Regions from separate parts of the Zea mays genome. Here all the other regions are linked to region 3. The links are chromatin contacts, called in public Hi-C maps. All regions are on one chromosome and are shown on one strand. The core of a region is the stretch at or near the end of the contact, and the rest is flanking DNA. Distances in the headings are between cores, read along the strand shown.

Region 1 (3,039 bases), core at 127-2,626, 490 kb before region 3:
CCAATATTTTGTTTTTTTATTGGCTAAGTGTGAACCTTTAGCACCTGTATAACTTGTACACTAGAGCAAACTAGTTAGTCCAATTATTTGTGTTGGGCAATTCAACCACCAAAACTAATTAGGGACTAGGTGAAAGCCTAATTCCCTTTCACTCTCCCTCTCCTACGACCCCGCCACCCCTCCCCCGTGTCACCGACGTCCTTTCCCCCTCACTCGCGCCTCCGCCGTCCACCTCTCTTCCCCTACGTGGGATCGTAGCATTAGCACGGACTATATATATATATATATAGAGAGAGAGAGAGAATATCATAATATAGACTTTGACGTATAAATGCTGAGATATAGAGAACGGTTTTGAGAGAAATGAGGTATTGATGAGGAAATCATTTAGAGTAGGGAGTGCGTGTAGCTTTAGACTGGATACAATGTGAGACGATATCGATTGTTGATCTTTGGTTGGTATTGACCACGTTGGTTCCAACACCTGTCAGTGGCTCTACTGACCAGCCAGTCCGATAATGACTGATTTTAGTGACGTAGTGTGTTGATTGGTCACGCGTGTGCCATATCAGCTAGTTGTTTTTTAACTATTCAAGTCTATTTTTTTAAAAATCCTAAAATAATATATATATATATATATTAGGTTTTATTTATAAACTATTTTAATTTTTTATATTTAAGCTATGCAATTTTATTTAAAAGTATGTTTTATTATTATATTTGAGTTATGCAATTTTTAATTATTGTTAGCAATTATGTAATTTTATTAAAATACAAATACATCTGATTACATAATTAAACGAATAAAATTACTCATTTAATTATTTAATCAGATGTATTTGTGTTTCATATTAACTAAAAGTCTATAAGTAATGTAATGATTTGAGGTGATAATAGATTGGTAATAAAGACTATATTATGGAGTGTTGTGATAGTTAAGGACTGAGATCGGTTATGTGGCCGTAGTGGTGTTGGAATCAGCCTTATATCAATCAAATCACGTGCAACGCCGGAAGGCCCAAGCGTGGTAAAGTTGGCTCAGCCGGAAGGCCCAATTGATGAAGACGGATAAGCTCGGCTCAGGTTAGGCCCCGGCATCGCCGTCGACTAGGCTGGCCCTCCGCCGTCTGCCATGACGAGATCCGCGTCCCCGAGCGTGGACGCTCCACGCCTCCGCCTCCCGGACGCCGGCGAGGTGCGTCCGGCGTCCCTGCTGCACACAACCTGACAACCTACTTCTCTCTTCTATCTACCACAAGATCCTTCCGCCGCCTCCCCCTCCTGACAGAGCAGAGGCAGAGCTGAGGCCCGGCCTGGCCGGGCTTCGGCGGCCCAGCCCAAATAACCCGACGGGTCCGCATCCTGAGCTCCGCCTCCACACACCTTGGCACCTCGCCCTCGCCTCCAGCTCCGCACGTCCCGTCGCCCGCTTCCACCTCCACGCGACGCGACGGCTCGCCTTCACCTCCTCGCCGCCAGACGCGCCCGCCGCCACCCAGCGAGCCGGCAGCCGCCCGCTATCCCAGGCTTCGTTTTCTTGTTGGCTCCGCCACTGTGACAGATGGCTGCGGGGGGCGGGCGGTGCTTGCTCGCCTTGGCGCTCGCCGCCGCTTGGATCTCCGGCGCGGTGGTCGCCGCCTCATCGTCGGGTGAGCAGGTACGTAAGGGGTGGATGGGCGCTCCTGGTTCACGCCAATTTTACTCGTGCGCAGTTTTTGTGCGGAAATTATGATCTTTCGTTGATTCGGATTTGCTAGAGCCGGGGCCGTGATGCGCGTTCATGTATAGTGTCTGGAAAGGGCTACGGAAAGCGTTCGTTTTTAGCTCATGCTGAATTTTACCGTACCTGTAAGCTGTAAGTGTCGATCTATCCCAAGTTCGACTTAAATGTATGTGTAATTGTTTGAGTTGGGTGGCCAGGGTAATTAGCTGTATCTCGTTTTGGGAGGCACCCTGCTTCTGATAATATTTCCGTTCAGATATGGTTGATGTTTATGCGGGTAAGTTTTAATTATGGCATTGCGCAGGAAGGCGGAAGCCGCACACCCGTCAAATGCATGCCCTGCTCTAGAACGTACATTGGTGGTGCACATCTGGACACCTTGACGGGCCAGCTTGCTCAGCGTCGTGACATAGTGGAAATGTCTGATTCTGGTGAATTGTGCAAAGGACTTGCTGATGATGTCGAAGTTCCTATGCTTTCAAAACTACGCCGGCAACTGGTTGGTAAAGGTTCTCACCGCCGTTTAGTCTATTCTGTGGATTTTGGTGCCCATGAAGGTGCTATGGTTAATTTCCTTGATCACTACGATGCCCATCTGGTGATATTTGAAAAACTTCCTGATGGAGTGTTTGCCGACCCATTTGAGCTACAGCATTTTGTTGAGCGCAAAGGTGAAATCTGAATCTGAGATAGACTGTAGAACTGCATTGTTATCTGTATTATGCTAATCTTTTTGGTTGAAAAAATCTTGCAGTTTTCGTTGATGTTGCTGTTTTTGGAGACGCCAACCTTGAACTGCCCACAGCTCTATCCAATGGGTCATCTGTTGAGATCCATTTTGATCTCAGGCGAATCATTTCAATCAACTGTAACCTTGTAATAGAGATGCCTCTCCATGCTAGATACCCGGTAAGTTTCTGTAGAATACCTGTGCAAAAAAAAGGTTCATTGAATTGTTTAGTTCCTGCTATCTACAATTGAACTTGAACATTACTTGTTTTTGCCTTGTAGCCTACTAGCTTAGGATACACTTCTATACTGAAATTCAGTCTGCAAATAGAACATTCAGATTTCCCTACAAATTGATTTGCATGAATCTTTAAAATGTTCAACAACTTGGTGGTGATTAGTGGTACATCATTTCCAGGATGGACATCAAACAATGCATGCCGGAACATAGTACCTCTTATATTGGGCCAGGCTATGCATAATAATAATAGATATATGTTTGCCTCTCCCTTTGGCATGTTTTGTACCGAACATGGGCCTAATATATAGATAAGCTATCCAACGACTTCAGTGATTTTTGTTTGATT
Region 2 (3,371 bases), core at 278-2,777, 380 kb after region 3:
GAATCCAATAATAGCTGATTAAGCACGGTTCATCTAATTGCAATCACAACAGCCATAGAAACATGATTGTATATAAGGTGTATGATGTTCAACAAACACTAAGCCAGAAAAAGAGAGGGGAAAACATCCACGTTACATACGGACAAAACCACAACAGTAAAAGAATGGTGCTGCAGGAATGGTGAAAACACTTATAGGCAGACAGAACGGTTACCTTTTCAGCAAACTAATTGCCTCAAGAGCACCCAGAACTCCAACAACACCATCAAATTTGCCTGAGAATGGAATGGCATCAACATGAGATCCAGTTGCAACTGCTCCTAGTCCAGGCTCGGAACCCTCCCTGTAGAAGGTTGCAATGTTCAATGGGCATGAGAATTCCAGCACACAGCAAATTTAACAAAATCAAGAGACTTTTCAGCCAGATGCACAATTTACAGCAAAATCCTTGTATGCTTCCTAAATCCAAAGAAATGAACCAAGAGCAGAGAATCCAAGGGCAGTCAAGACCAACTCACCAGCGGCCAAATATGTTACCAACAGCATCTTCTCGAACAACAAGGCCAAGTTGATTCATTATCCCTTTTATATACCTAGAGAACACCAGAAGCACACGTCAACAATCAGCGAAGGTGGGCATGGATGCGTGTTCTAGTTGCTGCACAGTTGTGGCTACAAATATCACAATAGAAATGAGATGCCCACTTTGTCAAATTAACTACTATCTGAACCCAGAATGGTGCAAACTGAAGTCGATTGAAGATTGATCGTTGATGTCACCAGCATCAAAGGTCACTCAAGCGTGGCACGTTTTACAGCCAAATCGATTACAAGCACACTGACTAATGCCGAGTCGGTTCTTTCGTTCAATCGCTTGTTCTCACGACGACGGATAATCTCAACTGGGTTACCTTCGAGCCTGCACATCCTTGTCGGTGTACAGAACGCGGGTCACGGACGGCGCGGGCGAGTCGGAGAACGAGGCCAGTTCATCGATCTGCGAAAAAAAAATCACGCGCCGTTAGAATCCAACACCTCAATGCACAGCCATAGCCTGCACTACGACCGCGCCGCAACGCGAAGGGTGCCGTGCGCCCGTGCCCCAGTGCGCACCTGACGCTGGAGGCCCTCGGAGTCGACGTGGAAGTCGCTGGAAGGGCCCTCGCCGTCGTCGGAGGCGGGGAAGCCGGCGAACTGCTCCATCGTCCGCCGCGCCGCGGCGTCATCGTTGGCCGCGGCGGCGCTGATGACGAGGAGGAAAGCGAGGAAGACGAGGCGCGACGCGGCGTTCGGCTTCGACGGCATGCTTCGTTGTTCGGCTGGCTGCTCTGCTGGGTTCGATGGAACAGGGAGGGCTACTTGCCTACTTCGGGAGGCTAGGGAGATTTGAACGGCGGGCGGGGGAGGTGGGAGTTGGGACTTGGGAGTGGGAGACAACGCGACGGCACTACTGCTGTTGCTGTTGGTGGTGACCTGACTGCTGCGTGCTGACGAGGAAGACGACACGGAGGCGGTGGCTGCATCTTCAAGATCACGAGCGCCATCCTATTTTGTTTTACTACTTTTTATCAGAAAAACCTATTCACGAGTGGAGCTGCGGCGCGGGCCATCCCGGATTCTTTGGTGATGATCGCCTGCGCTGTGCAACTGCGGGCTGCGGCGCAGGTGTGCTTGAGGCTTCGTTGGGAATCTTTGACGGAGCAGAGGATCCTTCGGCCCCTCCAGGATCCGGGTCCATGGGACCCACGTATCAGTGTCTGGCTCAATAGAAGCCTGTGCAGTGAAACAATGAGAAGAGCTCGAGCTCAAGTATTCTCAGCCCATGGGCCGCACATACGGCCGGACAAGTAAACGCTAAGGCCGCATCCAGCTTTAAAATCAAAACCAGGCCGCACGAGCACACTCTCTCCTCTCGCTCGCGTCCGCACAAATCCCGTGCTCCCCCGTCTGAAAACCCTCCCCACCTCCGGCGGCGGCGGCGGCGCTGGCGACCGGGTGTCTTCTCCGGCGAGTCTCCCCCCTAGTAACAAGGTTCGCGCGCACCCCTCCTAATGTCCCCTTTTCATCCGTACGCGGTCGCGTGCTGCGCGGCAGCCCTAGCGAGCGGCGAAGTGCTCCGAGGCTGGCAACTAGGGTTTGAGTGCGCGTGCAGTACCCTTGTGCTCGTGTGCCTGCTTCATGGATGCATGCTTCATAGATGGTTGGTTCATGGATGCGACTGCGTCTGGACGTTTGGATCGATTTATTATAGTGCCCGTTTGGGGGCACGTGGTGTGAGCTCACTGCTCTGCTGCTGATTAGGGTGTACTGTCTGTGCTCTTTCTCGTCTTCTAGTGGCCTGATTGTGCCTGCATACAGAGCAACCAAGCTCATGGCATGCAGGTGTGATGTGTTTGGTTGTAGACCGGATGGACGCAGCCAGGCTCAGGCTTATTTCTTGTTTGGTTCCCTACATATGCAGCTGAGCTTTTCTCTCCTGATGCAACGGGCCAGGCTCTGGAGATGCGACCTAGTTACCTAAATTTAGGTATCCATGGAGCCAGGCTCCCATGATGCACGGCCAGGCAGATATTGCAACAAATCGGACCCTAAAATTGTGTGGTTATTAGTTTTCTTGCACTGCCTTAGCTTTTTCTCCCACTCTTTCGACTCCTGCAGAGCTCATATTTGAGAGGTACTATGCATCTTTATAATTAACTTGAGCTTGGTTGCTTGGTTGTTTCCAGAAAATATGGATGTACCTGTTGATGACCCTGTGGAGAACCTCACTGGAAGTCCTAGTACCCTTGGCAATGAGGAAGAAGCCACTACTTATGCTAATGTGCAAGATCAGTCCAAGGAAGAACCAGAAAAGCTTTACGAGGAACCCAAAGACCCAATGCAAGACGAGTTGGGTAACCAAGGGCATGTGAGCATGAACAATGAAGATGTGGGAGGCCAGAACAAAGTGGACCAAGCTACCCCCACAGAGCACGGCGAGGAAGCTGGGGTGAAGCAGCATGATGCTACAGTTCCTGATGACAAGAAATGGCCTGGGTGGCCTGGAGAGAGTGTGTTCCGTATACTGGTTCCTACCACAAAGGTGGGTGCCGTCATTGGGCGCAAAGGGGATTTCATCAAGAAAATGTGTGAGGAATCAAGAGCCCGCATCAAGGTTCTTGAGGGACCACCAGCTGTGCCAGAAAGAGCTGTAAGCCTTTCACTATCTTCTTTAACTGGTTGCATTACTATTACAAATGCTTTGCAGTCAGTATGGCCAGAAGAGCCCTCTAGGCATGTTAGTGTTCATGTGAAAGAATCACTTTCAGTTGTTGCCTACACCAATAACTATGCTATGTTGTTTAGTTAGAAGACCTAGATTAGACATGTAT
Region 3 (3,022 bases), core at 418-2,917:
GCTTCTTTTCTGTGCTTTCCAGAATATAATGTATCTGTCACATATCGAAACCAACAGTTCTAGTATCTTGACTTTGACCAAAATGTGTGCGATCCAAATCAAGGCATTTTCAAAGCCATTTAGGTAGACACTTAAAAGTCTATCTACAACGACCAACCATCTACTTGCCTTGTTATTATCTAACAATAATAGCTTCAAAACCAAACCATTTTGACTTTGTGCTAACCAGTGAGCATTCTAGCACTTCGTTTCGTGACTAGAACTTGAGAGAGGCTGGACAACTCATAATGGAAGAATAGATCGTACTTGTACAGTCTGTACATATACAAATTCTAGTCTAATTAAACATGAGGGTAAATAGCAAATCGTTATTGGCTGATTGGTGGCTTCCTGCGAGGGCATCAAGCCGACGAAAAAGGTCATTCTTCCCACAGTCATCTTTTCCCTTCTTCTGCGATCCTAAATATAGGCTACCTCTTCAGAGTTCTAAAGCAAAACAATCTGAAGCATGGGTGTAGCCTGCAAAGTTATATTCCCTAAATTCAACATAGGAGTTACCTAGGGTAAAATGGTGCAACCTCAGAAAAAATGCTCGGAGTTCAAAAGCAAAACAATCTGAAGTATGGGTGTAGCCTGCTAAGTTACATTCCCTAGATTGGACATAGGAGTTACATTGTCATTGCAAGTATTTCATGCTTGTTCTGTGTTGTCAAGAATGGTTTTCTACCTAACAATGATGTTCCCAAAAAGTCTAAAACACTAAACAGTAGATAATAACAATTTCCCCTAATCAATTGTCCTTGATCTAAAATCCAAACGTCTATGTGCAGATATTATCTGCTATAGATGCTACTTGGTCCAACAATTTAACCATGTCTTCGCTACATGTCAACGCCGTGAACTCAAAATAGAACGAAAATCTCAATTGCAAATAGTACAGCATGTGAGCTGCATATGGTGTAATTCTGAAACTAAAAAGAATGCATAGTCTAGACTATCATTTCGAAAAGAATCCAGTCTAGTGTTGACAAATCCACTATCCCATCTCTGAGAACAACCTGCATCGCAATGGAGACAAGAGGTAGCGCACATCTAACTGGAGGAAAGCAACGGCGAGCCCTAGACGAAGCTTCTTCTTCATCTCTCTCATTGTCATCGGACACCTTCCTTTTCTCCCAAAGTGGATATGTCGGTGCTTCCGGTTCCTACTCGGCTGCGACTTCGACTCCACCAGCGCCATCCGGTGGAGCGGGCTAGGGCTGATGCGCCGGTACGGGGACGCACGGAGGGGCGGAGAAGGTAGAGCAGGCAGGGCGGGCGTGGACGCCTCGACACGACAGCTTGGGGGCATCTTGGGCGCGGACCCAGGGAGGCAGAGCAGGAACGAGTGGGGCGCGCACGGACTTCCCGACGTCTCGGTGGACGCGGACTCGGTGGGAGGACGACGGTTGTCTCGGTGGGGGAGGACGGCGACAATCTCGGGAGAGGGCGAGGGGCAGCGCGATAGCTGTCTCGGGAGATGGGACCAAGGACACGGGTGGGTGAGAGGTGACACTGGGGATGGCGCGCCGCGGCGGGGGGAGGGAGACAACGGGGCAGGTGGGGACGGAGGCGAGGTGTGGACGTACTCCTTAGCTTCTTAAGAAGGGTGAATATATAGTAGATATATATTAAAGTGGTAGGATATTATATATCAACGCATAGGCCATGTATCGTATATATAACTTCTAAAAATATAATCATCGATAATTATAGATGGCGTAAATGATTGCCAAACCGTAAATAACCGTGGAATATAGGCAAACACAGAGAAACGAGCCAAACGTAGGCTACACACGGAAGGAGAGCAGAGCACTGAGCACAGGAAGGGAGCTAAACCTAAACCCGATCCGATTATTCAACAGCCACCCTCTCCCGACCTCCCCCCTCCCCCCTTCTCCGACTCGACTAGGACGCTCGCGCACGCCGCCGCCGCCGCCGCCGACGACGACGACGAGCGGAAGGGAAGAGGGAGAACTCCCGATCTCCACGTGGGCTGTGGGGGCGGACGCACGGCGCGCGTGGTGGCCTCCCCGGTCGGGGGTCAGATCCGAGCTGAATCGGGGAGATTTCCCGGCCAGGTGAGCATTGCGGAGTGGTTCCTCCCGATCTAGGGACCGGTAGTTCGGTCTGGTAGTCTGGGTTTCCTCGCAAGAACGGGTCCGGCGCGCGCTTGGATTGGGTTGGGTTACTCGGTCCTGTTCCAGACTCCCAGCCAATTCGTTCGCTCTTCCGGCGACTTTTTTGGTGGCAGCTGCAGTATATAATTCTCGCGGCTTCGGAAAGTAACCCAGCTCCGATTTATGATTTTTATGTATGGCTTGATCCCGTGGAGGCGTTCAGTTTTTATGTATGGTTTAATCCCATGGAGGCTTTCAACTCTTTTGACTCAAGGTTCTTGCTTTCGGATAAGGCTAGTTACTTCCCCTTGAAATTAGAGGAGGTTTTACGGTTAGGAATGATGTAATTGTAAGGGACGTTATAAAAGCATTCCTGATATCATGAGACCATTCACTCTTTTGGATGTTACTTTTGCTCCGATGGTGTCTTGAATATGTATGTGATTTGACGGGTTCGATTGCCATTTCCTTTTGTTCTCATTGTCTGCAACACCTGCTTGGTATCAATGAGCTATTTAGACTGGCTAGTTAGCAATCGTTTGTACTGTCTACAAAGCTTATTACTTTTGGGACCTATCTATCTCTGTACCCTCGCTTTTGGATTTCTCTTCTATTGTATCTCTGGCCGTCTAGTGAAACAGTGACTTACCGTTCTAGTTTCTTGAATCTGCAGGAAGGAAAACGACAAGTGCAACGAAGCTGTACTTGTTCAGGTGATAGGATAATGGCTGGCACTTTGACTGAGGACAATGGTGGGGATGCTAGATCCTCATCAACTGAAGAGATGCCTAGTGATCAACAGAGTCATTCTGGGGATTCTTTAGCTGAGTGGAGGTCAAGTGAGCAAGTTGAGAATGGAACAC

Evidence for each region. Hi-C and Micro-C count contacts between places; a contact is called where the count stands out from the background.
Region 1: a Hi-C map of ear shows a contact between it and region 3, with 2.3 times the contacts expected there. The contact joins the promoter of LOC100275459 here to the promoter of LOC103645037 in region 3. A contact is called at or near these places in 2 of 25 Hi-C or Micro-C datasets (ear and leaf).
Region 2: a Hi-C map of leaf shows a contact between it and region 3, with 4 times the contacts expected there. The contact joins the promoter of LOC100279195 here to the promoter of LOC103645037 in region 3. A contact is called at or near these places in 3 of 25 Hi-C or Micro-C datasets (ear, leaf and tassel).

What each region holds. Positions count from the first base shown.
Region 1 is chr1:170,952,006-170,955,044 of Zm-B73-REFERENCE-NAM-5.0, forward strand. It overlaps LOC100275459, which reads left to right and starts at 1,377. Exons shown (of 4, transcript NM_001149526.1): 1 at 1,377-1,657; 2 at 2,028-2,394; 3 at 2,478-2,632. The coding sequence starts at 1,562.
Region 2 is chr1:171,819,341-171,822,711 of Zm-B73-REFERENCE-NAM-5.0, forward strand. LOC100279195 reads right to left here and starts at 1,528. Exons shown (of 12, transcript NM_001366050.1): 1 at 1,114-1,528; 2 at 912-997; 3 at 519-593; 4 at 215-343. The coding sequence starts at 1,305. It overlaps LOC100282270, which reads left to right and starts at 1,921. Exons shown (of 7, transcript NM_001367061.1): 1 at 1,921-2,031; 2 at 2,727-3,190. The coding sequence starts at 2,732.
Region 3 is chr1:171,439,259-171,442,280 of Zm-B73-REFERENCE-NAM-5.0, forward strand. LOC103645037 (TNF receptor-associated factor homolog 1a) reads left to right here and starts at 1,668. Exons shown (of 13, transcript XM_020546525.2): 1 at 1,668-2,120; 2 at 2,833-3,022. The coding sequence starts at 2,884.